Linked DNA regions of Mus musculus: regions 1, 2, 4, 5, 6 and 7 are each linked to region 3. Evidence: chromatin contacts called from public promoter capture Hi-C data. All regions are on one chromosome and are shown on one strand. The core of a region is the stretch at or near the end of the contact, and the rest is flanking DNA. Distances in the headings are between cores, read along the strand shown.

Region 1 (4,129 bases), core at 525-3,024, 1.4 Mb before region 3:
AAGAATGATCTTGAGGGGCTGGAGAGATGGTTCAGCGGTTAGGAGCACTGACTGTTATTCCAGAGTTCAATTCCTAGCAACCACATGGTGGCTCACAACCATCTGTAGTGGGATCTGATGCCCTTTTCTGGTGAGTACAAAGACAGCTACAGTGTATTCATATCCATAAAATAAATAAATAATTCTTTTAAGAAAAGAGAGAGAATGCCCTTGAACTTCAGATCTTCCTGCTGAAAGGTGGGACTACAGGCCAGTGCCGCCACATCCTGTTTAAGTAGTAATGTGGAACAAATCCAGAGCCTCGAGTGTGCTGATCCACTCTGCCACCAAATTACAGCCTCAGCCCCCACAGTGGCCTTAAATTTTTATCTGGTAGGTGTATTTTCTAACATACTGTCTCCTGTGTGAAATTAATAAAAGTAAACTGTACAAACGCACTTTTAGACCTCTGGAGAGAATTTAAGAGCTTTCCGGACACCCATCCCATAACCATACCTCTCCCCCACAACACTACTGACTGTAGGACCCGACCCTCAGAAAATTCCCTGTGTCCTTGCATCAAGGACGAGGTGACACCCTGGTCTTGGCAGGGTGCGGTGGCCTCCTCCCGGGTTGGTCTGAGTTAGCTTGAAGCAATAAAACTACAAATCAGTCTCTAACAAGTCTGAAGGTGAGTCCTCCGTTGGTGGCCTAAGGGCTTTTCACCTTTGCCTCAGCCCACAAAGTCCACCCTGAAGATCAACCCAGGCCAGGGTTGCTCTGACGCTGGGCTCTCCTCCTTAAGTCCCTTCTTCCTTGGTGCCCGCTGTACTCAAAGATTTCTAGTTCACCTGTCCGACCTCTCCTGTCTCTCAGTGCCTCTTTACGCGCATATGCACTTCCTCGTTAGCTTCATGTCCCACACCATGCACCCTGTCTCCCGCTGCCGCGTAGATCCTCCAGCCCAGGCTTTTCCGTTTTGCCCAGTCTGTTCTCCTGGCAGCACTTTCTCCCTAAGGTCTCCTTCCCATACCCTTCCCTTGTCCCTCAGTTTTCCTCCGCACGTCGATGCTTCAGTCCACTGCGAACGTGATCTCTGCTGCAAGTCTGTCCCTGCTTCCCGCAGACCCCACTCAACATAGGAGACCTTGCGGCCTGTCAGATCCGGCTTAGCATTTCGTTCCATAACCGGCTTGCTCACAACCCCACTATGGAGCCGGACCTCTGCTCAGGATCCCGCGCTGGGATTGGGAACCTGCTCAACATCCCATCCCGGAATGGAGACCCTGCGACCCTCCATATCCCGCTCAGCACCACTCCCTGAGGTGGAGGCCCCGCGTCCCTCCTGACCTAACACAGCATCTCGCCCCAGAGCCAGAGGACCTCGCTCACCATTCCTGGCCCGGACCAGGACATCTTGCATTCTTCCAGACCCCGTTCAGCATCCCTCGCGGAGCGAGGTCCCTATTTACCATCCTAACGGCCTAGAACATCCTGCATCCCTCCAGACCCATCTCAGCATCCCACTCCACAACCAGGACTAAACCTGCGGCCCGCTGTCCTCTCTAGCCCGGGTAACTCTTCCCTCTTGCACTTTCTCTACTTTGAACCCATCCCAGCAGAGTCCAGGAAGTAGCCTGGCACCGGAGACCGGCAGCGATGGCGCCCAATGGGAACTGCCAGCGGCGACGTGGGCCCCGCCTACATAAAGAATACGACCATTGAGCGCACAGAGGCGGGACTTCCGCTGTGCCGCGGCGGGCGGGGGAGCGCACTGTTGTGGTGCGGCGCGTCGGGCGGGCGGCGGCCGGGGCGGCCCAGGGGCTGCCGCGGGGACTCGGGGCGCCGCCGAGCGGCCAGGCGCTGGGGCGGCCCGAGCACACCGCGGGGCCCGGACACGGCAGGTTCGAGGCCGGGCCCCCGCGCGGGGAGCCACGGGGTGGAGACTTTGCCGCGCGGCGCGGAGCAGGCGGGAGCCGGCGGGGGCCTCGGGAGCCCCAGGGCGGCCGGGCCCGGATCCCGGGGGAAGCCTCGTGAGCCCCGGCCGGAGCCTCGGCGTGTGCATCCCCGCCGGGGCCCGGGCTGCAGGAGCACAGAGCAGCCGGGCCTCGCGGAGCTCGGAGCGCGCCTGACCCAGGGCGCACCGTGGGACCCGGGCGCGGGGCTGGCGAAGAGCTGCCCCGCGGGGCTAGCAGCCGCGGAGTGGCCTACAGGGGTCCTCCCCCGGAGGGGCCGGGCCGGGGCGGGGAGATGAACGGCTTCAGCACAGAGGAGGACAGCCGCGAAGGGCCCCCTGCCGCCCCCGCCGCCGCCCCGGGCTACGGCCAGAGCTGCTGCCTCATCGCGGACGGCGAGCGCTGCGTCCGGCCCGCGGGCAACGCCTCCTTCAGCAAGAGGGTGCAGAAAAGCATCTCGCAGAAGAAACTCAAGCTGGACATAGACAAGAGCGTGAGTCTCGGGGCATAGCGCAGGGCCGCGGGAAGGGACCCCGGGGACGCTCCGCGCGGTGGGCCTCGCCGCGCAGTCTGTGCAAAACAGGGGACTCAGGTTCTTGGAGGCCGCTCGGTGCTCCGCGACGCTGCCCGCGTCCCCGAGGGTGGGCTGGGAAACCAGGGAGGGCTTGGCACACTCTCCCTGCCTGGGAAAGCGACAGCAGTTTCCAGCTGTCACTGTTGCGCCGAATAGCAGAGCAGAGAGAGGTGGGTTACTTTTGCAAGAATTGGGCAAAAGAGGTGACAAGGGAACCGGGAGGATCTTCTCCAACTTCGTCCTCCCTCCAGGGACCTTGTCGCTCTTTCAGACACTAGCAAGGTGGCCGCGACTTTCCTGTCTGCCGCGGCCTCCGGTCTCTGCAGCGCAACACAGAGCCCGCTTCGCTGGCAGCGAATGAGTTTTTCTGAGATGTGGCAGAAATAAGGCCAAGGCCGGGTCTTAAATGATTTGCTGTGGATGTGATTGAAGGGGGCGGGGAATCAGCTTTCTTGCGGGGATTAGCATCTTTGGTAATGCCGTTGGAGGTGGAGAGGTGCAAATTTAAAATGGAATGAGATTGCCCTATGCCTTGTGGCTAATTATAAGAAACTTCCTGAGTGATTTCACCTACTCTGGTCCTCAAGATGTGCCTACTGCCAACCGGTTAAGAACTTTTCAGTTTGACATCTGTTGCTGCAAGCCCTGAGTGGCAGCTTCCAGGTTAGGAATTGAGACTGAGTTAAGGAACTTCTCATATTCAGGAGTTTGAATGATTACTGTTCAACGGTTTGGGGAAATCAGACATTGCTTGGTAGCGGGAAAGGGAGCCGATCTTTACACTTCTGATGTGGCAGAAACTGAGGCTGGGGGCGGGGGGGTAGGAAGCAATGGCGCCAAGAGCACACTGCACTTAAAAGCTGGCTAATTTCCTAAGCCCACTTATTGCCTGGCTTGCTTCCAAACCTTACACCCAGTTTTCATTCGTCTATAATAAATAAGATCATCATCCTTTCTTCTAGACTCTTCTCTTGCACACTCAGTTTTATTTAGTCAACCAGTAGAATCCAGCTCATTTGAAATCGTGCTGGGTTTTGTTTTTTGTTTTTTTATGATTGGGACCTTCCTTTTTACAAATGTCTTGTCAGTAAATAAATGAGTGAGTGAATGAATGAATGAATGAGATTACTCTGAAGCAAAGCTGGCTAAACCCTCAGGTGTCCCCTGCTAATCACACATGGGAGTGAAAGTGATCCCGAGACTGGGGATGAGTTTATCCACATGGAAACGGTGCCTGCCTCCCGTGTGGGCTGCTGGCAGTGCTCACATCTGGATGGTTTTGTTGTTGCAGTAAAGACTCCATTTATCCACTCACCCCATGGGGAAGCCATGTGGAGCAGTGTTGAGCATGTCGATGTCACACACACTCACACACACATCATCATCATCTGGAAGAAAGGCCCCCTCTGCCCTGTACTAGCATCCCCAAAGGCAGTACTTGGGAAGGCTTGTGGTTAGATGTGCGGCCTTAGTCCATTTCAAGGTGGTAGTACAGAGTCATTATCTCTGAAACAGTTTCTATTTCATTCCACAGATGGGCAGGAATTCAGTCCCAAGTAAGTGCTGTGTTACTAGAATGTCTAGCTGTTGTAGCAAGTGAAACAGGAAAGAAAAAACAAAC
Region 2 (4,008 bases), core at 32-2,531, 1.6 Mb after region 3:
GTTTTTAGAGAGGGTTTTTCTATGTAGACCAGGCTGGCCTTGAATTCACAGAGATCTTCCTGCGTGTGCCACCACCACTCCTGGCTTACTTAGGGCTTACTTAGGAAGAAGATCTTCACACTATAGACTTTTGATTATTTTGTTTTCCAAGACAGGGTCTCTCTGCAGAGCCCTGGCTGCTGAACTGTCGTTTTTGAGCTAACTTTGGGGAAAACATACAGCATTTCCTTATTACTGTCTATAGGTCTGCCAAAGTCCATACCCACGTGTTAGGCTGTAATGGGGACAGGAACAGTGCGAGTCTCTCTGTGCCCTGCTTTATAAAGAGAGGAGGCTCTCAAAGGCCTTGGAGTGGCTTTAACTAAGGTCATATAACAGAGGCAGAATGTGAACTCCTGTTTACTTTTGGTGCTTCCCAGAATCCTGGGTAACACAATTACTCACCTCCATTCAATTTCCCCTCAAGGAAGAAATTTTAAATGTATTCTGTACGGAGCCTAAACTGGTGTTTCTGGTCCAGCAACTGCCTGGCTCAATTAAACACATTTGTGCTTGCTTCAGCTAACCAAAGGTCACCTAACTTCCAGACCTTGAAATAGAGGCACTGGGCTAAGAACGCTACAAGCCAACCTGTCCCCTAGATAGAGTAACGCACTGCAGATAATCAGGGTTGTACTAGTAAATCAAAAGCAGTGATTACAGACAAACCTCGGAAGCTTCGTTAACATGTATAAACCAAGGGGTTCCATCCCAGCACCACATGAACCGAGAGCGATAGCTCTTACTGGTGAGGTGGAGGCAGAACCATTAGAAGTTCAAGGTCATCCTTGGCTACACATCAAGTTCGAGGACAGCATGTGTGACACTCACACCTCAAACAAAACAAAAAGAAACAATCGCAAAGATTAGAAATTACATACCTTGTATTAGGAGCGTGGATTTTGTGAAAAGGTTCCAACCCTTGGTGCAGGGTGGCCTCCAGTTCACTTGGTTTCGGGAGCTGGCCGTAAACGTCTGTTCCTCCGGTCTTTATGAAAGGGACTAAACGCGTTGTGGTGGCGCACGCCTTTAATCCCAGCACTAGGGAGGCAGAGGCAAGTGGATCGCCGAATTCCTGGAGAGCGCGCGGAAAGTGACCACAGCAACACCTCCAGCCGGAACCCCGCAGCGGGCTGTCCTAACAGCCCAGCACGTGCTCCGGGAACCAGCCTCCCCACCACGTGACACACCACGTCCGGGGGAAACCCAAACTTGGCGCGCAGAGGCCGGAGCTCCACTAAACTCTCCCCAGCGCAGCCTGGTCCCGCCCCGCCCCTACAGCGGCCCAATCAGTGGGAGCATCCAGGTAGAGCCCGCCCCCAGCTGCCCACGCGCGATTCGCCCGCGCTCAGAGCAGGGCAAAGCCTGACGGAAAAAAAAAAAAAAAAAAAGAGCTCTGAACTGGAGGGGGTGGGAAGGAGGAGGGGACTGGGCGGTTCCTTACCTTGGGACCTGGGACTTTTGGGCAGTATTGCTGATTGTAGGAGTGTTTTGTGATCCAGAAGACCTGGATAGGATTGGGGATCGAGCCTGGTTCGGGTTCAGTTTCCAGTAACTAATGCACAAGTGTCCAGGGGATCTGCCTCCAGAGTTCTAGGATTAAAAGTATGTGCTACCATGCCTGACATAAATAGATCTTTTTTTTTTTTTTTTTTTTTGGTTTTTTGAGACAGGGTTTTTCTGTCTAGCCCTGGCTGTCCTGGAACTCGCTCTGTAGACCAGGCTGGCCTCGAACTCAGAAATCCACCTGCCTCTGCCTCCCAAGTGCTGGATTAAAGGCGTGCGCCACCACCGCGGGTCCTGGTGTCAGCCCACAGTAATCCCTATCTCAAATAAATAAGTAAACAAAAAAACAAACAAGACAAACAAAAACCCAGCTGGCATGACCAGAACTCTACAGGCTTTGGCAGAGGGATCTTGAGACAGAGGGCAACCTGACTAAATACCAAGATTCAGGCTAGCTGGCTGTCTCAAATATTAAAATGAGGCTGGCTGTGTGGCTCGGTGTTAGAGAGCCTGCTTAGCCTAAACAAGAGTTTGCGTTGTTTGTGTTACACACGCTAGTAAAAACGAATGAAGCAAATCATATTGCCATGGGGCTAGAGAGATGGATCAGTGGTTAAGAGCATTTGTTGCTTTTGCCGAGGTCCTGAGTTCAATTCCCAGTACCCACATGGGTGGCTCACAACCATTTATACCTTCAGTTCCAGGGGCTCTGATGCACACTTCTGACCTCTGTGGCCAATGCATGCATGTGGTACACACATACATGCAGACAAACACTTGCATATATAAATAAAATAAATTTTTAAATATATATTATTGCCATGTGTGCATAAAAATATAAAAATACATTGTTTAGTAACAAAATTAATTTAAAATGATAAGATTTAAAAAATCATTTTAGAGTCAGGAGGTAGTAGTGCAGCCTTTAGTCCCAGCCCTCAGAAGGCAGAGGCAGGCAAAAGGGTGTTAAATCCCCTAGAACTGGAGTTATAGTTGGCTGTGAACCACCACAAGGGTTCAGAGAACAGAACCTTGGCCCTCTGCAAGAGCAGCAGTGCTCTTACCCACTGAGCCATCTCTCCAGCCCCTAATTTAAAAAAAAATAGATTTAAATAATAAAAATAAAAACAAAACCCCACAGGGCTGGAGAGATGGCTCAGCAGTTAAGAGCACTGCTGCTCTTCCAGAGGACCTGGGTTCAATTCCCAACACTCACATGGCAGCTCACAACAATCCGTACTCCAGTTCCAGGGGATTTAGCACCTTCGTATACATACAGGTAAAGTGTAACTTTGACAATATGTTCTCATTCTCTGGCTGATTCTGACTTCACCTGTGTCTAACTTGTTCTCTCTCTGCAACCTGTCTCTCTCTAACTGTCCCAGCAAAACTGCCTCCTCCTCCTCCTTTTTCTTTTCTCTCTGTGCTGTTCTCTCTTAAGTACCTGTATTAGTCAGGGTTCTCTAGAGTCACAGAACTTATGGGTAGTCTTTGATGACTTAGAATCTGAAGTCCAACTCCCCAACAATGGTCAACAGCAGCTGTGATTGGAAGTCCAAGGATCTAGCAGTTGCTCAGTCCCACAAGGCAAGCAGGCAAAGAAGACTGAATCTTCCTTCTTCCAATATCCTTATGTAGGCTTCCAGCAGAAAGTTGTGTCCCAGATTAAAGGGGTAAACCACCACCCCTGAATCTTGGACTTCCTTGTCCCAGGCTGACCTTGAACTCAGAGATCTCCTTGCCTCAGTCTCCAGGGATTAAAGCCATGTACTACCTTGCCTGAGCCTAAGCTTCTCATGGCCACTATGCCTCAAGATCTCCATGCCAAAGATCCAGGTCAGAAATATGTGTCTTTCAGTCTCAAGATCTGGATCACAGGTGAGCCTTCCAATTCTGGAGTGTAGTTCATTCCAGATATAGTCAATTTGACAAATAGGAATAGCCACTAGAGTATCCTCTCTTTTCTTTCTGTTCTTATGAGAGTTGGGAATATCCTATTTTGTCAAATCTTTCTCTGTTTCATCACTTTGTTTGTCACTCAATTAGACATCACTTTCAAACATGGGTTCTTTCTACAAACTAACTTTACTGAAAATACCCTGCAACAACAAAGCACCAATGCACATAAAATTAAAATAAGTAAGTCTGGGGGCTGGAGAGATGACTCAGAGGTTAAGAGCACTGACTACTCTTCCAGAAGTCCTGAGTTCAATTCCCAGTAACCACATGGTGGCTCACAACCATATGTAATGGGATCTGATGCTCTCTTCTGGTGTGCCTGAAGACAACGACAGTCTACACATATGCATTAAATAAATAAATCTTTAAAAAAATAAGTAAATCTGATTTGTTTTGGTTTTCAAGGCACCACTAGCCTCTGGCTATAAATCTTTAAATTAAAAATAAAACAAACGGGGCTGGTGAGATGGCTCAGCAGGTAAGAGCACCCGACTGCTCTTTTGA
Region 3 (4,335 bases), core at 1,789-4,288:
CCTGCATCTGCATCAGGAAGCAGAGAGAGGGATGCTGGAACTCAGCTTGCTTTCTCCTTTTCACTCAGTGCAGGATCCCAGGCCATGGGAAGGTGCCATCCACACTCAGGACAAGTCTTCTCACCTCAGCTATCCAAACCTAGAACCTCCCTCACAGGCATGCCTAAAGATTTGTTTCCTAGATAGTTCTAGGTCCTATCACTTATTTAACATTCTATATGCATGCAGCCCTGATGTTTATCTTCTTATGAATAAGCAAAGATGTTGGGGATGGGTGATTCACTAGTTGGCAGGTGTTGGACTTTCCCTTGATGCCCTGAGCAAAAGGACTGTCAGGCAGAGAGTCAGACGACCCCACAGCAGCACTTCCATGCAGCAGAGGGCCCTACTAACAGCACAGATCCCACCAGGGTTGTTTAAAATGGTTTTTATCAGACATTTTGCCATTACAGGTCTCACTGAATTCTAGATGATCTTGCAACCACTTTCAATTTGGCCAAATGGACAGCAGCTCCCTGGTAGCCTAGAAGAGGATCTGCTGTAACTATTGCTAAAGATGCAGCGTTATGGCTGTCCAAAACACAATCCTCAGTCATTACGAAGGTTGCCGATAGGCAAGTCTGTGATTGGTCCAAACATCCTTTCTGGGGCGATACAAACAGGCTGTGAAGGCTCACTTAGTGAGGTTGTGGGAAGACTTTCCTGAGCTTTGCCCCAGTGTGGGAGCAGCAGGCCCGAGAAAAGGCTTCTCTCCATTTTCTTTTCTTGCTTTCTGTAGTGTGGGCTGGGCTGGTAACAGAAAGAAGCAGCAGAGACAGCAGAGGTCAGCAGAGGCGGTGGAACTGCAGTGGTGGCGGCAGCAGCTGAGCAGTTGACAAGCCAAAGCTGCAGGGAAGGCAAGCCTGCCAGCTGTCTGACAGCTGAAGCGACAGCTGAGCAGTTCAACAACAGCCTGGGCAGGAAGAAAGATGGCAGACAGAGAGTGATAGCAAGCTGAGACTGAAGAAGGAGAAACGATTACAAAGAGCCAGAGAAGAGAAACTGCAGACCCAAGTCACTGAAGAGTCCAGGGAGCTGCCAATCAAACCTTCAGAGCCAAGGGTCTGAGACCCTGTGTAGAGGAGCAGTGACAACAGCTGGTATCAACAGCTAAGGAATCTCAACTTCCATAGCCCGTACAAGAGCTGTAACACTGGCTGCTGCCAAGACTAGAGGAATCCCTATATGAGGTCCACAAGACCTGTAAACACATGCAGGACCAAGGCTGAAGACGCTTAGGGTCTTTAACACGAGAGGGCAACTGCTTCTATACTAGCAACCACTGCCAATCACCATGAGGAATGGAAGCCACCAAAGACTAGCGCTTGAATCAACTCCAGCTGCCTATTGGTAACATGGAGAGATGATGGCGACCTGGAAACACAGGCAGATCCAAGGCTCCAGTATGGAGTCCATGCATGTTTTCTACAAAGGGCAATGACTGGCTTAGGCTTAAGGCCCTGAGTCACCACAGCCCGAACACTGCCTGGAAGACACCATCCCAGGGTTCACACAGAACTCTATATGCCAAAGCATCACAGTGGGTCTGGCCCATGGGTTGTCATTTGCTGACACAGTTCTAGATTCAGAGATTCACTAAGCGAAGTAATGTGGGAAAAGGATCTCTAGGAAGCACATCACTGTGGCCTTTCAGCACCTGGAGACAGGCACTCTAGATTTCCCCCCACAGAATGCAGACAACTACTGGATAGTGGTGCCATGGCTGTCAATTCTCATCCACCACTCTCATCCTGGAATAGCTACCCTCAGGGGTTCAGGAACTGTTCTCCAGATATGAGGATTCCCCATATACTCCCAATGAGCATCTAGGGGCTACTGAAGAGGCTCACCAAAAACCAACTTGGAAAGACACCGGGTAGCTGAGACAGGCAGCCAGGCCTGGACTTTGGTAGGAGTCAAGGGACAGCTCAGGGACAGGATAGGGAGGGCGGGTCTTCACATGCCTACTAGACAATGCTGAGACTTCACGACTTAGATCCTATAAAGGTGAGCAGCTGAAGACTCAATGCTATAGACGCAGGCCCTGCCCAGACTGGCCAGCAAACACTATTTACAGTCACAGTCAGGTCTGCTGTATAGATAATGAGACCATACAGGCAAACAGCTGGCACTGCAAAGAGGAACCAGAAATAAGGGAAAAACTGGATTCTCAGAACACTGGGACAATCTGTCACTGTGGAGAGGCTGTGCAGAGAGTGGCTTTTTGAATAAAGTCCCACGAACCAGCGAAATCTTTCTAAGAAGTGAGGAGGGAGGGACAAAGCTGAAGCACCCATCTTGAAAATAACTCCAGAAGCTTCTGACTTGACTGGTTGGGGTCCCAGGCACAACGCTCTGTGCAAGTAACTAGCGCAACCTGGATGCCTTCCATGGGACATCCGCCTCTAGGTGACCCCTTCCCTAAGTCTAGATTGTCCTCAGAAAGTCATTTCCAGAATAATCTAATTATGCCTCTTCCCAAGGGTGTCTAGCCAGTATTCCCTAGAAATCTTATCCTGGACATCCTTCCTGGGATTCTGGAGGTCTGCTCCCTCAGCACTCTAACGACCCTACTGCCCCGCCCTGCTGCCCCGCCCAAGCTCACCCATACAGAATGACGTCATAGAGCGTGCGTCCCTGCACATTCAGGAAATGGGCATACGCCGCACGCGCAGAGGGCTGAGCCGCGCCGGTCGGAGGCCCCGAAAGCGGCAGCTCATTGGTCGATAGTCCCAACAGGAAGGGTGCAGCGTCCGGGCCGCGCACGCGCACTAAGGCGCGCCCGTCCAGCCGGAAGCAAGTCCAGGCCACACCGTCCGCGGGGTTGCTGCCAAGAAGGCCAAAGCCACGGGCTAGGCAGTGACTCGCGGTCCCGCTCAGCCGCCAGTGCCAAGCTGGGCTTCTGCGCCCCACAGCCGCGCCCCGAAGCAGCGCCACCGCTGCCATCTTGGGCGCTAAGTGAAGGCGGGCACCACAGCGGCCCCGGGCGGCGGCGGCGGCGGCGGCGGCTGGCGACGCGCGTGCGTGGGGGGGAAAGTGGGCGGGACCTCAGCCAGTGGATGGGTGCGCAAGCCCAGATAAACACCAAGGCTAGAGCCACCCGGTGACCCTTTCCTTAGTTGGCTCCTGGTCAAACCGCTTGTGGTCGTGGTAAATAAGTAAACATGAAATCTGCCATCTTACCTCGGTCCTGGTGTGCAATCCCAGCCAGCCTCTCGGGGGGCAGAGGCAGGAGGATGCGTGTTCAAGACCTGCCTGTGCAACTTAAAATGAATATCCTGTCTCCGAATAAAAAGTTGAAGATAGATAGCTCAGTGGTAGAGCATTTCCTAGCAGGCAGGAAGCCATGGTTCCCATCCCCAGTACTGCCCAGAAAAAAAGGAGGAAAAAAGTTAGGCATTTCCTTGTTCACGGTTAAATACGAACAGTATAAAATGTATTATCTTCACCACTGTTACTTTGTTATTGCTATACTAAACATGACCAAAAGCAACTTGGGAAGAAAAGGGGTTCACTTCATTTGAAAACTCTCAGGTCACACCCACTTACAGAGAGAACTCAGGGCAGGAACTGAAGCAGAAGCCCTGGAAGAGGGCTCTTACCGGCCAGCTTCTGATGGCTTGTCCAGCCTGCTTTTTGATACGACCCAGGAGCACCTGTCCACAGTGAGCTGGGCCCTCTCACATCAGTCATTGATGTGATATAAGCCAAGACCTGTTTAGAGGCCAAGCTTATGGAGGCGTTTTCTGAATCTTCCCAGATATCGCTAGGCTTGTGGCAAGTTGATGAAAGCCAGCCAGCGAGACCACTTTTAGTGCATTTATATCGGCATTGTTCAAACGGCTGCGCAGCCCTCACTATCATCCAACTCCAGAACTTTTTATCTCCCAATCATCCAACTCCAGAACGTTGACTCCTCCCAGAACACACACTCAGCCGCTGGTGCCCACAGTTGGCTTTCTGCCCTTGTGGGTTGGAAGCCTCTGAGAACCAGTGCCTGTCCTCTTGCACCTGGCTCTCTTCATGGAGCACCCATCCTCAGTATAGCACGTATCAGAATTCCCTTCCCTTTTTAAGAATTGTATTTTATAGCTGGGCATGGTGGCACACACCTTTAATCCCAGCACTTGGGAGACAGAGGCAGGTGGATTTCTGAGTTTGAGGCCAGCCTGGTCTACAGAGTGAGTTCCAGGACAGCCAGGGCTATACAGAGAAATCCTGTATCGAAAAAAAATTTTTTTATTACGGTAATGCCTACCTTTCCCTATGTGCTGAGCTGGCAACGGGTACTTGGGA
Region 4 (3,805 bases), core at 525-3,024, 1.6 Mb before region 3:
CCTTAAATATGCTTAAGATTTTAACGAATGAAAATGCCAATGAGATAAAGAAAAGTTCAGGCTTATGACAGTCAATCTCAGTTGCCAAACTGATATGCCTAGAACCACCAGAGAGTCCTCTGGGCACATCTGTGGAGACTGTCCTGCTGAGGTTAACAGACTCGGGAAGACCCATCTACTGTGGGTGGCACAATGACAAAGGCTGGGATCCTGGAAGGTGTCAAAAGGAGAAGCCAGCTGATGGCAAGCATTCCCTGCTCTCGGCTTCTAGACTGTGGGTGCAAAGTGACCAGTTTCCTACGTGACCTTCCTGCCACTGGACAAGCGAACTGTGACTCAGAATAAGATCGCCTTCCTTGTTTCTGTCTGGGTATCTTATCACAGCAACAGGAAGGTAAACAAACAAAGGGTATGGAGACAGCACAGAAGAAAGGTCAGGGAGCCATGATATAATCCCCTAGAGTCATGTCTCTATTAGGGAAGAAGCAAGGGTGACAGGCTAGAAAGGTAGACCAAGAATATGCTGCCTAGTGTTCTCCCTCCTCTCCTCTTCTTTTTCTGCTGCCATCTTGTCTCTCCCTCCCAATAAAACCTCTTCCACGTGAAAAAAAAAAAAAAAAAAGGTGTTGCCTAGACTCTATGGGTACACGATATGCATATATTAAACTGTCCCAAAAACTCATAGAAAAAAAAAATTCCATACACAAGTACCAATTGCCATGCAAACTAACTCAGAAAAATAGAAAAATAACTCGTTTAACTTATTCATGGCAAGAACCTTTTGCATATGGACCCAGTTCTGGAGACAGAGAAGATATGTAAGGCAATTTCTGCCCCTGTCAGTCCAAAGGCTGATCTAACAAAAAGACACCGACATGCTTGCCCAAAGTTCAGAAGGTGTTCTTGCAGCTGTATAGACACTGTTTTAGAGCTACCTTTTTCTTCTTTCTCCGAGTTACAACATATAATATATAGTCTCTCGATTTGCTCTATGTAAGCAAATAGAACGCACATATTGCATACGTTCATTTAAATTTTATGAAACTAGAACATTCCGATTAGTAAACTCCAGCTGTCCCTATTATTTCACTTGCACAATAGAGATTTTAATAAGCATCGAGGACGTGCCAAGAGTTTAGGCTGAGTCAGGAGACAAGATTCGTGAGTGGTGATGTCCCTCTCCACCGTTCCTATAAGTAAGATTAAACACATACCAGACATACGGAATTGTACTATTTAATGTTTTCCGGGTATGGTTTTTCCTGATTGGAGGAGAACAATCCAGGTGACTGGAGAAGTCAAACAAGGCGCCTCACAGTCGAGACACAAATATGCCCAGAGCACACGCGTGACCATCGCCTTTACCCGGAGGCGGCGTGGCTGGCGTGGCTGACTAGCTGGAAGCCGAGCCTGGGGTCAGCGCTGCCGCCGGTCCGTGCGACAGGGAGCCCCAGCTGCAGGCTGCGGCGACTCCCCAGCTAACGTGGCGGGTCTCTCGTCTCCGCACGTCCGCACGCAGGTCCCACCCCCAGGCCTCAGGTAAACAAGCTCTCCAGCCCTTCGGCCGGCAAGCCCACCAAACATGGCTGGAAGCGTTGCAGCCCCTCAACCCGTGACCCCGAGACCCCCCAGCCTTCGCCGCCCTCACCCGGAAGCCCCACAACCCCGACACCGCCCCTCACCGCGGCCACCGCCGCTCGCTCGCCGATCCGACCCGACCGTCGCGGAAGTACTCCTGACCTCAGCGCGGAGGCGGGGTCGCCGTCGAGGAGTACTTCCGGGTCAAGCATCCTCTAGGGCGGAAGGCGCTGACTGCAGAGAGGTGAGTGAATCCGCTGCTCCGGTGGCTTCCTGAGAGGTAAAGGATGCTTGAAGCTGGACACGGGGGATGCCAGGATGTCCGCCCTCCGTGAAGGCTGGGTGTGGGTGTCGGGGTTCCGCCATGAGGTATTTCCAGAATACTCGAGGGCCAGCGACGATCCGGGACACAAACTGGGAATTCAGGGCGGGCCCTGCTCTCAGCTCACTGCAAAGGTGGTGAGGAAGGGAGACCACCACCATCAAAACAACGGAATCTGAGGGGGTAGTTAAGTGCTTTCGTCCAAGTTTAAATGCGGTGATGGAACGGAACTGAGTGAGGAAGTGAGAAGGGGGAAGCCTGCCTGTAGGGAGGAGGAGTAGAGGTTTTGAATAAATAGTAAAGGGAGACGGGGGGGGGGGGGGGGGGCGGAGAACTTGGGCACTGGGTCTTTGTGAGGTCGGTGACCAGGCGTTTGACTTAAAATTTGGAACTCGATGGGAAGTAATTGATAGTTTCTAAGCAGGAGAGTGATATGCTTTTGATTTGTAATTTTAGATGTGCAGTGCATCGCTTCATTTGTCCCTGGGCAGTTTATCCAAGAAGACATTAAGCAAAATTGTGTTAAAATATGGGGTGGGGGGGGCACCTGAAACCCTAAAGACTTGCTTTCGAGTGTCTCGCTGTTGTGTTGTGTTGGTGTATAGCTAAGTGGGAGTGCGTTTGCCTGTCATGTGCAAGACCCTGGGTTTGATCCTGAGCACAAAAAAAAAAAAAAAAAAAAAAAAAAAAAAAAAGGAACAGATTCCCCTCCTCTGTTCAATCCCTTACATCAGTGTTCAGATGTAACTGCCACTTCCTAAAACCCTTCAAATGTTTGACTTTACTTTCAATAGTAATTCTTTACATTTCCGTATGCTGATATTCTCTACGACCTTACTAAATGCCTGTTCCTTTGAAGATTTGCAAGTTCAAGGCTAGCCTTGGCTACATTGTGAACTCTAGGCCAGCCAGAGCTAAGTAACCACATCCTGTCACAAACAAAAACGTCTGGTCCAACAAATAAACCAGAAAAAAGATTTCTTCTGGTTTTCTTTTGTAAAGGAAAAATGTATAGGAATGTATCTTGGGCCACTAGTAACTGTCTTGTCTTTTACATGTTGCCATTAGTATTATAGTGACAATTCTGAAAAATTTTGGTCTTAGAGTCCATTGCACTTAAACTTACCAAGAATTTTGAAGAGTTTTGTTTAAATAGATTACTACTGCCAGTACATTCCATTTAAGAAATCAAAACTACTCTCAAAAAAAGAAGTAGCTTTAAAATGGTAAGTCACTAAATGATAACTGACATTTCTATAAAGATTATTTTCCAGGTGAAGTACTGGCACAGGTCTGTGATCCCAGCATTTAGCAGATGGAGGTACAGGCAGGAGGGGAGCTCAAGTTTACCTTGGAGTGCAAATTCGAGGCCAGCCTGGACTACATGAGACCTTTCTCAGAAACACAGTTTCTCTAATTTCTCATGGGAAGCTGTTACTGGGGAAAGGAAATGATAAGCAAAAGGAACAACTAGAACCAGAATGTGAGGTTGAAGACAGTTTAGAGACAGTAGAGAGTAAGACACACGTAACTGAAGCTTTGTGTGGGGACTGGAAACATTGTATGATTCTAGGCAAAGAAGGGGATGATAATGGAATCAGCATCCAGATATGGAAACTAAGCGGCCTCGAGCACATCAGAGCAAGTGATAAAGGTGCAACTTAAGACCATACCAAATTACAAACTATTTCAGGCAGTTTGTGCACGTGTGCACTGTTCCTACATATTGAACTCCCAGAGTGTTACAACTGCTATCTGAAGTTTTAAGCTTATCTCCTAAATAGTGAGAAGTCTCCTAATAGATTTTGTTTTTCTTTGAAAGACAGTATTTGGATATATCACAAGCGGTTAGATTGGATTTAAATAAGTGTGGTACCCAGATGGGGTAAAAGGACTGTGATCTAG
Region 5 (4,369 bases), core at 781-3,280, 1.8 Mb after region 3:
ATACCAGTGGTGACACAATTGGTTTGGGGGCTTTCGCTTCTTCTCTTGGAGATTCTATCCTTTCTCTTGCTTCTTTAAATCTCTGCTTCTGTGGCACCTTTAAGGGAGGCTTTTCCTGACTGCCCTCACTAAAATCACACTCCCACCTCCAGACACACCTTCTCTCGTCCCCTTTTTTCCACAGCATTTGTCAACCTGAGACACCCTATCATTTCACTTAGGCCAGAAGTCCATTCCTTTCTGAGAGCAGCGTTGTGTCTGTTTTGTTCGTCGTTGATCCCACAATGCTACATCCACAGTGTGTGCTCAACCAGTGAGTTGCTCCCCACACACTAGGTTTGGACCACCCCCTTTCTTCAACTCACAGTCACATGCTAACACAGGCTGAACCCTTCCCATCCCCAACCTCAGCTTTCCTTAGAGGGGTCTGCTCTCCCGGGAGTCAGAGTAAGAGATGGCCTGCTGGGATCTGAGTCTAGTGCTCTGGCCAGTTTCTGAGTGGTCATGAACTTCCCCCAGCTAACTGTGACACTTAGGGACAGGAGGGTAACAGATGCTGTTGGCAGAGGTGGCCAGAGAGAAAAAGTCTTCCATCATGCCCCTCATTCCAGCAGCTGACTGGCTTGCTGGTGCAGCCTAGCCTGGCTTCCTGAGCAGGTCTCCACTCCCTGCCCTGGCCTTTCTGTTTCTTCCAAGGATGGTCTCTTACCTCTCTTTCTGATGACTAGTCCAGGAAGGTCACCTTCTTTGACCCCACCCAGGTGAGGCAGGGCCTCTTAGGACTCTTGTATCTATTTATAGCACCCCACATGGAGTCTGTGATCCCTGGGCTGTTTGTCAAGTTCTCTGACTAACCCATTAAACTCCTCCTGTTTGAGGGCCTTGTCTGAGTCACCCTGGTGCCCAAGAGCCTGGCACGGGACTAGTCACTTTACCCATGTCTGTGGCATGCTTTTCCTACTTCCTCTGTTCATTCCTTAAATATTTCTTAGGCACCTACTATGTGCATGGCTCTGGGCTAAGCCTTGGGATTCAGCAGAGGATGAGACATTCAGGATTCCTAATGGGGAGGGGCACGTGGCACGGGAGGAGGGCTGCGGTAGAAATCAAATATGCAAGCCAGGCATTCGGGGCCTGAGTGTTGGCCAGAGAGCTAAGACTTACTCCAGCTCCGACTGACTCCTTGACCTTGTGCTTCTTGCCCTCACTAGACCTGACTTTCCAATCGACCCCAGAGATTCCTGGTTAGTGTGAGGACAGAGGCTCAGCGACCGACGGCCGAGATGGAACCCCAGTCAAGGCTGGCAAAAGGTATTTCAGTGTTTGGAATGACACTTTGTTTAATCGGAGACTACTCCCCAGCCCGGAGAGTGGAGCTGCTATAATGTTACAACCAGTTACTTTGTCACTAGGCAAAGGTTAGCCACTGAATTCCCCGCTCCCTAGGTGCTGGCGTGCCAGGTGCTTGTAGAGGCTGGACTTAAACGCGTGCTCGTTCAGCAAGGCGCAGTAAACTCTTTCCCACAGTCGGTGAACACTCACCTGGCACGCGCCCGCCGTGGGATCGCTCTTTTCCTGCTGCCCTAGGAGGCAAGCCGGTGGTCGCCGCTCTCTTCAGGGGAGCACATGGACGCTCATCCTCGGTATGGCTCAGCCATTTAGGAGTCTAGTCTCACTCAGGGAACACTTTTAACCCCACGGAGCACATCGGCCCTGCCCTGCCCCCCTAGAGATCTTGGGATTTTCCAGATTGCGACCCGCACACGCTGTGCCATAGGGGGGCACAGGCTGGGGCACCCAGGACCACGCCAGCACAATCCCCCGAGTGGGTAGGGCAGTCATCTAGACGGCAAGAGGGCGGAGCCGAGCTGTACTAAGGGGAAAGCTGGGTTGGATTCCGGCTCTTGGAGGGTGGGGTTTGTGCGTGACAGTCCGGGCGGCGTCTGATAGGCTGGGGCCTTTTCAGGCGGGCCAATCAGTACGATGGGCGGGGCCTGCGTGGCGCCGTCGGCAGGCGTCCGGCGCTGCCCAGTGTGGCTTTGGCGCCGCCCGCCTCGGACGCTTGGAACCGTCGCGTCTGTGTCGCCTGTCGCCCATCGCCTGCCGCCGCTGCCAGCCACCAGCAGCCATGAGCGCGCCCGGCCCCGGTGTAGTCTGCTGTCCTCTAGATTAGTGCTCTCCGCCGCGACGGTCCGCAGCATGGAGTCGCCCGCCGCGAGCCCGCCGGCCAGCTTGCCTCAGACCAAAGGTAGGCTCTCCCGCCCTGTTGCGCGGCCCGTGCCACATTCAATTTGAGTCCGCCCGTGATCCTGGGCTCCCTTCCGGGCTGGGCACAGACGTCTGCACTCCAACCCAGGACTGGGTCCAGCCCAAGCCCGGGACCTCACGGGACCTTATTGGAATCCGGATCTTAGGCCGTGGGACTTCACCCAGGCAGGACCTAGTTCTCGCTCCACTCCCAAGTCTGTAGCCTCACCGTGAGCTCCTCATTTAGGCTTCCGGGCTTCATCCTGGACTCAGGGATTTCAGTGATCCCTGCTAGAGGGTCTTTGGGCTGCTCTAGCCCTCTCAGGCCAGGCTCTTGGATTTTGTCCAGGCTGGAATTTACTCTGGGCCCCAGGGCTGTGTTCCCAATGCCGGAAACCTGTCTACTCAGAGCTCCTCCACTCTTCCAACTCCTTCCATCCTTGTGAATCCTCCTTTGCCCCATGTCTTGCTGGCCTGCTCACTGGCTGCCTGCACTCCTCCCTAAGGCTGTCCCTGTAGAACTTCCTGGCGTCTCCACTTCGCAGCTCTGCCCATGCTACCTGCTACTCAGTTGCAGTCTTCTCACTGAGTTTCCCGAGCTGACCGATTCTTGCACCTAGTGTTTCTTAGTCTGCTCTTAGACGTGCTGTTTGGTCCTTGGGCTAGCAGCAGGCCAGGGGCTGGCTGTGCAAAGCTTGTCCTTCTCCAATTAACTGTCTTTCCTGGAAATTTCTGTGAGGTGGCAGTGGTGCTGCGTGGGCTGCAGCAGCAGCATTTGTCATGGGAAGTGAGGGGGACAAGATTTGGAGGTCAGAATGCTTTTTTTTTTTCTCCAGGAAGAGAGAAGGATGTTTTTTTTTGACATGTCAGAGACTCAGTAGGGTTGATCTGCAGAAAAGATTTCCAAGCTGGACCTGGAGATATGAATGGGTTGACCCTCTGAATTCTGAACTGCTTCACCTGGCTAGTCTCTGGGCATGTCTAGGACTTATTAATGAAATGGATATTAGGGGCGTGATGTGAGATTGAATGTAGAGTGGTTTGAAGCAAGCACGTCTGAGATGATCGAGAACCCAGCATAGCGCCCAGCACATAGTAGGTACCCAGGGGCAAATAGTTGTTGCACTTCCTTGACTATCTCCAGCTTTCCTGCTGCAACGCTGGGCCCAGTTTTGGATTGCAGCTGCAGAGCACAGAGGACAGGGATGGCGGGCACCTAAGAGGGTACTTGTGCAGTGGTGGCCTTCTCTCCTTCTGACCTAGGAAACCTCAACCTCAGGAGTCCTGGTCCTGGTCAGGTTGTCCTGAGCAGGCGGGGGCCTTTTGGGTCCCCTACAGCTGGCTTCCATGGCCCTGCAGGAGCCTAGTGGACGGGGTAATTGCATCTTACATAAGTGGGAGGCCAGATCCCTGACCATTGCCCAACTTCTGTGAGTAACTAGGGAGGCACTTATTGGGGGAGGTGGCTGGGGAGGACCTTGCAGTGCAGACCTCGTGGAACTTGAGAACCAGGAAATTAGATGCTGCTCCACTCAGGAAGGGTTTGGAAGCAGTGTTTGTTTTGGAGGCATTTCAGCTCTTCCAGGCAAGAGATGCCTCACCAAAATAAAAGTTGCAGTTGCAGATCACAGCCGGAGAGATTGTGAGTGATAGGGAGAGACCATGGGCTTTCATGTGCTTGGTGACTTGAGGCCTGGCACTGGACGTTCCGGGCCTCTCTTCTGAGTGTGAGTTTGCAGATTGTAGGTTAGGTAACATGGTATTGGATGGTTTGGGTGGAGGCTTTTTCCTGGGCCAGAATCCCTGTAGCCTTTTAGGGGTCTGGAGATAGCTGTAGTGGGAAACTGACAATATCCATTCACCAAAACTCTAAGAGGTTTTTTTTTTTCTTTTTTCCACGTGTTATACATTGCTTTATTACTCATCACCCCATTTGCCCATAAACAGAGGCTGGGGAACACTTACCATTCACAGAGGCTGCACAGCTATGTTGGCAGAGCACAGCTACAGCAGGTTCTATGATGATCTCCTTCCATCCCGTTCCCATGTGAGGTGCTTAGGGGAGCCATGGGACCCTGGGACCCTGGCTATCACCCCCATGTTCACTGGAGCGTGAGGTCTG
Region 6 (4,161 bases), core at 1,354-3,853, 1.8 Mb after region 3:
ACTCAGAAATCCACCAGCCTCTGCCTCCGAGTGCTGGGATTAAAGGCGTGCGCCACCACCACTACCCAGCTAGCACCCGTGTCTTGACAGCTCACACCTGCTTGTAACTCCAGTTGTCAGACCTGATGCCCTCATTTGACCTCTACAGGCACTGGAATGTATGTTGTCTGTACATACACACACACACACACAAATAAAATAAAAACAAATCTTTAAACACATACACATCCGAGGTTCCATTTTGGACTAGTTGTCCATCAGCCTTGTGCCTTGGTTTCCCACCCATGGAACAGTGGATACACGCCCAGCATTTTCAATCTGGGGTCATGTAGACTTGAGTTCCAGTCTCCTCCAATCAACAAACTTCCTCCATGTTTCCTGTCACACATGCTCAGGACTTAGACGTTTCTTCACACCCCTGATCACACTGCTTGGACTTGTGCAGCACCCAGCTCCCCACTGTCATACCCCACAGTGCGCTTCCCATCAGCACAGCCTTAGGGTTCCTGGTCCATGGCATCTGTCCTCTTTACAAGGCATTTCAGGACCCCACAGCACTGAAGGTTGAAGCCACACCCAAGCTCACATTTCTGGTTCCTATATTATTTGCCTCCTTGACCTCTTAGCCTTATCCTACCTGTCACGCTCTTCTATGCCTGCACCACTCCTGGCTGCTCTGAAACACACAATGGGTACTGCAGGGCCTTTGCTCTCAAAGGTTTCTTTCACACAGTGCCTTTCTTCACAGCTACAGCTGTTTCTTGTCTCTTTCAGGTCTCTACTTAAATACCACCTGCTTGGAACTTAATGCCAAACAGTGGCTCTGCCCCAATAGACCCTTCCTTCTGCCTGACCACGCCTCCCAAGGCCTTGGTTTTATGAGATATTATGCAATTCATCTGAGACCCATCTCCTTCTTTAGACTGGCAGCCCTACAAGTCCTGGGTAAATAGTAGGTACTCAGTAAACTGTTGGCCCAGGCTGTACAGGAGGAGCCGAGGCGAGGTTGCCCGCCTCTAGCAATTCTGTCTCTCTGTCAACGGGGCAGCAGATTGCAGAACGGTTAAGTTTAAGGATATCATTTGTTCATAGCCAGCTCTCAAGAGTACTGTCCTTTTGACTGGACCCATTTGGAAAAGAAAGAGAGAGAGAAAGAAAGAAAGAAAGAAAGAAAGAAAGAAAGAAAGAAAGAAAGAAAGAAAGAAAGAAAGAAAGAAAGAGAGAGAAGCCTAAGGCTTCTGCCTTTCTCTTTATGGATCTGATGTGCCTCCACAGTCCCCAGGAACTAAAAGCCTCACTGGAACTAAGAAAACTTCAGAAAAGAGGATCTGAAGAAAAAAGAAACAAAAAACAAACAAACCCTCAGATAAGGCCTCTCAAGGGATCAGGGCCAAGTGTCACAGTCAGCTGAGCTACCATCAGCATGACAGCAGGACTTGTTTCTCTACGGAAAGAATAGGGCAAGGGGCAGCTGGGCCCTGATTTGAATATGCCTCTGGTCTTGTTAAAGCTGGGCAGGTCCCATTTCCTGCACTCCCAGCCTCAGTTTACTCATCTGTAAGTGGGGCGGTATGTCACAACACAGGAAGTGATAGCTGCCCCCACGGTGGTTAGGTGGCACAAACGGGAGACCTGGCCTCCAAGTGCAGGTCACAGAAGGTTGGCTCAGGAAGTCAGGATAGGCTGCGTATGCTTGACTGCTTACAACCTACCTACTGGCCGACCACACTCAAGTGGTGCATCCTTCCAATCAAAATAATATGGGCAGTGGCTAAGTCGGGTCTCCCCAGAGGGCCCAGCTGGGAGGAGTGGGCTACAGAGAGCTCAAGGTCCCATATTCCACAATCTTTTCCAGCCCTAGAATCAATGGGAGGAGTGTCGGTCTGCTGGTACAAACGCTACAGATGAGGCTTTGACTTCTCTATCTGTTGAAAAGTAGCCATTTATCTATGTTTATCAGCACTTGCTGTGCACCAAATGTGTCATTCTGAACTTTTACTGCCACAGCATCTCATCCAAAGCGGTTTGCACTCCAGCTATCCCCATTGCAGATTCCGGGAGACCGATGCACACATTGACTAGACAAACTGGCCAAAGTCTCAGAATCACCTACCCGCCTCCTCCTCCAGGCCACATATTCCCTAGGTTATGCCCCAGGCCCCTGCAGGCTCCTCCACGGCGGCAGGAAGCAACCGAACACCCGGGGGGTGGGGGTGGCAGGCCACCAGTGACCTGCTCTCTGGGACCCAGGGTGGCAGCCCTCCGTCCGCGATGTCGGAGGCCGGCTGCGCTAGCAGGTGCGGGCTGCCCGGGCAGACGCGCTCCGGCGGTGCCAGTCGGGGGGTTCGGGAGCCCTCCCGCCCCGGGATCCATCTGTCCGTCCGCCCGCAGGTCCCGCCCCGTCCCGCCCGCGCGCGCGCAAACAAAGGCAGCTCGGTACCGTTGAGGCGCACGGAGAACTGGCGGCGTTGGCGGTCGTGCTCCACGCGGATGGGGCCGCCCTGCTCCAGTGCGCTCGGCGGGGTAGCGTGCGCCATCGCGCGCGCCGACACTGGGGACCGCGGGCCGCAGCGAACTGACTCTTCGGCGGCGCGGGCCGGAGAAGGGGGCGGGGCCGGAAATCAGCTGTGAGTCACGTGCGCTGCGCGCACTGTCTGTTTGGATACATTCCTGGCGTCTCTTAAAGAGACCGCGCTGCCCGTTTCGCTCGCGGCTTCAACAATGATGTGCTGGTCCATCCAGGGCGCCGATTGTCCTCCCGAATGCCCCAGAATGACTTTTAGGACCCACACGGACCCATATGCAAAACACGCAATGACCTATGGGGTAATTTAGATCCTCCCCGCGACAGCCATTTAATATTAGGCATTAGCCTCACTGCAAGCCTGAGGCAATAGATAACGTCAAATGCAAGGTGTTGACAGGCAAACCTACTCTCTGCTGGAATCGTGCGGGCTGGAGCTATGCAGCCCACCCACTCGGGCAGCTGTAGCTGATATTGAGAGATTACCCCTAGGCATGTTTGGGACTGGGTGAAAAGCCACCCCTCCCAAAGAAAGCCAGAAATATGAGGTCCCTAGGGAGCTAGCTACCCAGGAGCCAGTGTTTCTCTAGAAGTACAGTATTAGGAAAGCTTGCCGACCATGGATGTTCACAGAATCATATTCTGTTAATTACCGTGCAAATTTGATGTCCACATCTATGAGACCACCACACAGACATTAAAGTTTGAGTACCTCAGTGGAATGCTTGAAGGCTGTAACTTCAAACCTGTACAAAATGTGTGTCTGTGTGCGTGGCGGGGGCTGGGGGTGGGGGAGAGGCGGGGGACAGACCAACAAGGAAGCATTTTACAGCTAAATGGAGATCTCCGTGGGCTCCCTTCCAATTGATTTCTTCCTTTTGAAGTAGCTATGCTCCCTGACTTTTAGCGCTATTGACTAAACAGCTTTTCCTAAGAACATCCTATTTCTTAAGAACTACACAGTATTTACCTTTTCGTATCTGGTTTCTTCGCTTCCACCTGTCATCAGCTGTGTTGTTGCTGCTATCATGTTCACCAGTGTGTCAGAGATTTCCCAGGAAGCAGGTACCAGTTTTCCATCACGTGTTAATGGGTTGTTGTGTTGTTTTGGTTTGGAGCTGCTATGAGTAACAGGCTGTGGATGTCGTCTGGCCAGCATTCCCTTAGGGTAGCTCTCAGGAATATACTGCCGAGTTTTATAGCCAGTGGATATTTTGTTTTGTGAAAAACTGCAAGATCCTTTTCCAAGTGTACGACCTCACATTGCCACAGAGAGTTCTGTAAGTTGCAGTGGGCATTTTGTCATTAGTGGCAGTGACTGACTCTTGAACCTTTGCCCAGGCTGCCAGGCCATTTAGTCCCCATTTAATGAACACTTTCCTCTGTAACCCCCCCCCCCAATCTTTTATTTGCCTTCTTCCAATCATTTTTATTGCTTGGTTGGGGGGTCAGACATACTACTGAGAGAATCTTTTCTGAGCAAATAATTTCCTTTTAACAAGTGGGTGTTGTGTCACAGCGTTTGTAAACAGAAGGCAGTGCGGAGGTGTGTCATTATATGCAAAGTGACTGAAAGGGATCCAGCCATCATAGAGGGCCTGGAGCCTGGTTGGCAGAGTCAGAGCTGGAGGCAATTG
Region 7 (3,942 bases), core at 507-3,006, 1.3 Mb after region 3:
ACACACTAAATGAAACAAGAAATTATGGGATTTACAGCCTAAAGAATTCTTAAAGGCAATCTCATGCTTCAGATCACCAAAGAAAGCAACATCATACATGCCCAAGACCACAGTACCTCAGAGATTTTGCCAACAACAGACCCCAGGTTTGTACTCTTATGCCAATTGCCAAACTGCCTATGGAATTGTTGCCTAATGAGGGCAGTGTTGCAGCAAGACCTCTAACACCCAGTCATCACCTCTGGACATGTTACACCCCCTTTCTCCCCCATCAAACTCTTACTCATCTCTCAAGCCCCAGTTTAAATGCCCTTTCAATCACCCTGTACACGCTCATCCTTGTGATTTCTTAAGTCCTTCATAGTTCCCATATCACAATATATTGCAAACTATTGTTTCGTAAGCATAATGAATCCTGCATCTGATGTTGAGAATCATTCAGGTGAGACCACATGCCCTCAACACAAAACAACTAACTGAATTTAGAGAGGTCATCACTACTTTTCATTCACTGAAGTGAACCTCACTTGTAGCAATCTCTCTTTCAGAAGCAATGAAATAACCTTCTTTCAGTCTTATTACAGTCCTTAGTAGGTCAAAGAAGCCTGGCATAAACTCCCACTTAGAGAAAGCTGCAGAGAATGCAGAGGCTGTGGCACTGCACTAGGACAGAGGGCCCGCAAACCCCTAAGGAAGTGTGCTGTGTGTGGTGGAAGACTTAAGGCCTGCCTCTGTGCCAAGTCTTCTGCTGGGTCCTGAGGACACAACACAGTCATGAGGACACAACACAGTCAGGTCAGTCTTTGCCTTCCATAGCCTCAACCAGTCTGCTCTGTGACCTTGGATGTCCTGATTGAAAGCCCAAATTTTCCTTTCTGAATCCAACTAAGACACCTGCTCCCCTTTAAAAGGAAAAACAAACAAACAAACAAACAAGCAAACAAAAAAACCCTGAAGCTGGGAGGTGGTGGTGGTGGTGGTAGTGGTGGTAGCACTCAGGAACTAGAGACAGGAGGATCTCTGAGTACGAGGCCAGCCTGGTCTATAGAGTGAGTTCCAGAGCAGCCAGGGTTACACAGAAAAATCCTATCCCCGAAAAAATAAAAAGAAAAGAAAAAATAAAGGAAATTGAGAAAAGCCTCAAGAGCCAAATATCTCGTGTCCTGGGCACGCTGTGTCCCCTAAAGTCACCCTCGCACTTGTTTGGATGTCATTTTTCAAATTGAAACAGAACTCTGTTGCTCTAAATATTCGCATAGGCCTGAACCCTGCCTGTCACCCCGCATTGCACGTCAGAAACCTTCCTCCAGGTGAGCCCGACTTGGCTCCTGACCAAAAAGTCACATTATGTCCGGGCCTCACCTGTTGGCGGGACATAGGCCCGGGCCGGAGGCTGCGGAGCTGGCCCCGGCCATACTGAGACGGTGGGGTCACTGAGACGCCGGTCCAAGAGACCGCGCCACCGGTCCCTCAGCCGGGGGTAGATTCGCCACATCCTGCCCAAGGACCTGGGTGGACACATGCGTGGAAACAGAGTACAGGAAAAGAGCGAAGAGAACCCCACACCCCTCGCTGGTTCTGTACGGAAACCTCTCACCAAGGGTTCATAGCCCTCAGCCTCCTCAGCACGCCGCCATCTTCCTCATGACACCTACGGCGCGCCGTCGCAGCCGTGCGCCCCGCTGCGCGCCACTCCCGCCCCCGTCAATCAGCATCATAAACGTGCTCGCCACGCCCCCTCCATGCCGCGCCACGGGAAGAAAACTACAAGTCCCAGAGGGCCGTTCGCGCTCTGCGCCACGTGCTTTCTCTGTCCGCCAATGGGCGGAAGCGCCGCGTGAGCTTGCTCCCGCCTCTCCAGCGCGCCCGCGCCAATTGGAAGCTGCAGAGTGTGTGTGTGTTTGTGTGTGTGTGAGCGCGCGCGTGTGTGTGTGAGCGCGTGTGTATGAGTGAGTGAGTGTGTATGCGCGTGTGTGTGTGTGTGCGTGCGTGCGTGTGTGTGTGTGTGTGTGTGTGTGTGTGTGTGTGTGTGTACCCGCGAGGGCAAGTGGGAAGGGAGACCCAGCTCAGGTCTGGGAGGCCCTGCTTGCAGGTCTCCGGGTCCAGGTGGCAACACGAGCGCTTGGTCTGGCCTCAGCGGGCGGGTGGTTCCCCGGCCCCTCCCCCGCGCGTGCGCGCCCGGGTCCGCCCTCCCCGCAGCTTCGGCTCCCGCGCGGCGGCGGCGGTTCCTTCCCCCTCCCCCAGCCCTGGCTCCGGGGGACCCCGCGATGCCGGTCCGCACCGAGTGTCCCCCGCCGGCGGGTGCCTCAACCACATCCGCGGCCTCACTCATCCCGCCGCCGCCCATCAACACCCAGCAGCCCGGCGTGGCCACCAGCTTGCTCTACAGCGGCTCCAAGTTCCGTGGCCACCAGAAGAGCAAGGGGAACTCGTACGACGTAGAGGTGGTGCTGCAGGTGAGCGCCAGGCGGCAAGGCCGGGCCCGAGGGCCTCCTCGCGGCGCTCACGGGCCGGGCCTGCCCTGGGCTCCTCGAGCCCTCAGCCGCGGACCAGGCCCTCTCACTGCCGGGGCCTCCTGCACCCGGCGCCTCCCACCGGGACCTGCCCAGCTGATGTCACACTCTCGAACCCTACCCCTAGCCCACCCCTAGACTCAGAGCCTGTAGTGGCCAGTCTCCGACAGACCCCGAAGACTGTCCCACACTTAGAGCCTTTGACTCGCCGGCTTGGGCATCCGGAAGCTCCCCCATGACTAGCCGTCCTTTAGCCTGAGTCGGTTCTTCCCAAGTCCTGTCCTCCCTACACCAGCCAGCCCTCCCACCAGTCCCTGTCGGATCCTGAAAAACTCTCCATTGGCTGCCCCAAACTCAGTACCTCTCGATAGCGGCCAGTGTCACATTCTCCCGGAATGAAGCTTTTCCTCTGACCCCAACTCCATCCTGAGTGCCAGGGACATTGCTCCTTAGGAGAACTCAGTCAGCCCACTGCTGACGGGGGAGAGGTGGCCAACCTCCCTCCATTGGCTGAGACAACCCACAGAGGTTGAGGCTCCCCAAAGACCAGGGAGCCTCACACCCAAATATCTCCAGTTGCACCACTTAGTGTTAAGACCTTGTCTCGTGGGGCCTTCCAGTACCAAAACCCGGCGTCAGTCAGTTCATAGGCATCCGCTGCTACACTTTGCTTCCTGTCCCAGGCTTCTTACCCTACCCTGCTGTGGCTCCTTCCCATCCCTGGCAGTCCCCCTGGCCTCTCCCCAGACCTCGCACCTTGATCTAGCTGGTTGCTATTGCTGGCTGTAGTGTTGCTGATTGTTATCTGCATAGCTCCAGAGTTTCCTCCGAGCCTCAGATGCCTAAGTACTGGGAAATCTAACACAGTTTTGTTTTGTGTCCACTTACCTCCCCCTATTTGACCTGGATATCTGAGTACTGGCTGGTGGCTGCCAGTCCCTGAACAACTTTGAAACTTCAGCTTCATCTTCTCTGGGCCTTTCTTTTCCAGAACTCCACCTCTTTCTCTCCCCCTTGAAGCTTTTCCCAACTGAAGGAGATTGGTGGGAGTAGATATTTCTCTTTTATCTATCTCCCCTCTCCACAATACTCTTCTTTCTAGGTATTAAACTGTCTGCCAGAAGACCAATTCCCTGTCCCACCTTGTGTGCTTTCTCCTAATGCCACCTCCTAGGTAGTTCCCCAAGTCTTGTTCCTTGAAAGCCAGAGGTTTAGAGGTGCATACTGCCCCAGGGCCCGGGGAGATGTATATTGAACATGTACAGCATCCACCACCCTTGGTTCTAATTTCCCATCTCAGATTCTTTTGAGCAAATAGATCTCCCACTCCAAAGACTCGAGAGTGTCTCTGCTTTCTAACTGCAGCACACTCATCAGCTCTTTTCTTTCCTACCATTTGTAGAAATAGTTCTCTCAGCTTTGAGATTGG

The links. Promoter capture Hi-C pulls out the DNA fragments that hold promoters and counts their contacts. Capture Hi-C pulls out chosen DNA fragments and counts their contacts.
Region 1: a contact with region 3 is called in a promoter capture Hi-C map of pre-B cells, with 7 times the contacts expected there. The contact joins the promoter of Sap30l here to the promoter of Iba57 in region 3. A contact is called at or near these places in 2 of 39 promoter capture datasets (liver and pre-B cells).
Region 2: a contact with region 3 is called in a promoter capture Hi-C map of adipose tissue, with 3 times the contacts expected there. The contact joins the promoter of Shmt1 here to the promoter of Iba57 in region 3. A contact is called at or near these places in 1 of 39 promoter capture datasets (pre-B cells) and 2 of 9 other capture datasets (adipose tissue and liver).
Region 4: a contact with region 3 is called in a promoter capture Hi-C map of hippocampal neurons, with 3 times the contacts expected there. The contact joins the promoter of Mfap3 here to the promoter of Iba57 in region 3. A contact is called at or near these places in 2 of 39 promoter capture datasets (hippocampal neurons and pre-B cells).
Region 5: a contact with region 3 is called in a promoter capture Hi-C map of liver, with 6 times the contacts expected there. The contact joins the promoter of Map2k3 here to the promoter of Iba57 in region 3. A contact is called at or near these places in 2 of 39 promoter capture datasets (liver and pre-B cells).
Region 6: a contact with region 3 is called in a promoter capture Hi-C map of pre-B cells, with 3 times the contacts expected there. The contact joins the promoter of Natd1 here to the promoter of Iba57 in region 3. A contact is called at or near these places in 3 of 39 promoter capture datasets (liver and pre-B cells) and 1 of 9 other capture datasets (liver).
Region 7: a promoter capture Hi-C map of pre-B cells shows a contact between it and region 3, with 6 times the contacts expected there. The contact joins the promoter of Gid4 here to the promoter of Iba57 in region 3. A contact is called at or near these places in 8 of 39 promoter capture datasets (3T3-L1-derived adipocytes, HPC-7-derived erythroid cells, hematopoietic stem and progenitor cells and 4 more) and 2 of 9 other capture datasets (adipose tissue and liver).

The regions. Positions count from the first base shown.
Region 1 is chr11:57,799,863-57,803,991 of GRCm38.p6, forward strand. It overlaps Sap30l (SAP30-like), which reads left to right and starts at 1,775. Exons shown (of 4, transcript NM_001081168.1): 1 at 1,775-2,427. The coding sequence starts at 2,230. 2010001A14Rik (RIKEN cDNA 2010001A14 gene) reads right to left here and starts at 1,605. Exons shown (of 4, transcript NR_131042.1): 1 at 1,372-1,605.
Region 2 is chr11:60,809,984-60,813,991 of GRCm38.p6, forward strand. It overlaps Shmt1 (serine hydroxymethyltransferase 1 (soluble)), which reads right to left and starts at 1,282. Exons shown (of 12, transcript NM_009171.2): 1 at 921-1,282.
Region 3 is chr11:59,160,707-59,165,041 of GRCm38.p6, forward strand. Iba57 (IBA57 homolog, iron-sulfur cluster assembly) reads right to left here and starts at 3,039. Exons shown (of 3, transcript NM_173785.6): 1 at 2,645-3,039. The coding sequence starts at 2,985.
Region 4 is chr11:57,516,891-57,520,695 of GRCm38.p6, forward strand. Mfap3 (microfibrillar-associated protein 3) reads left to right here and starts at 1,775. Exons shown (of 3, transcript NM_180599.1): 1 at 1,775-1,822. It overlaps Fam114a2 (family with sequence similarity 114, member A2), which reads right to left and starts at 1,754. Exons shown (of 14, transcript NM_026342.3): 1 at 1,683-1,754.
Region 5 is chr11:60,930,024-60,934,392 of GRCm38.p6, forward strand. Map2k3 (mitogen-activated protein kinase kinase 3) reads left to right here and starts at 2,031. Exons shown (of 12, transcript NM_008928.5): 1 at 2,031-2,248. The coding sequence starts at 2,200. Map2k3os (mitogen-activated protein kinase kinase 3, opposite strand) reads right to left here and starts at 1,844. Exons shown (of 2, transcript NR_027800.1): 1 at 1,543-1,844.
Region 6 is chr11:60,911,189-60,915,349 of GRCm38.p6, forward strand. It overlaps Natd1 (N-acetyltransferase domain containing 1), which reads right to left and starts at 2,604. Exons shown (of 3, transcript NM_025294.5): 1 at 2,441-2,604. The coding sequence starts at 2,537.
Region 7 is chr11:60,415,389-60,419,330 of GRCm38.p6, forward strand. Gid4 (GID complex subunit 4, VID24 homolog) reads left to right here and starts at 1,757. Exons shown (of 6, transcript NM_025757.4): 1 at 1,757-2,456. The coding sequence starts at 2,268. It overlaps Atpaf2 (ATP synthase mitochondrial F1 complex assembly factor 2), which reads right to left and starts at 1,646. Exons shown (of 8, transcript NM_145427.3): 1 at 1,363-1,646. The coding sequence starts at 1,522.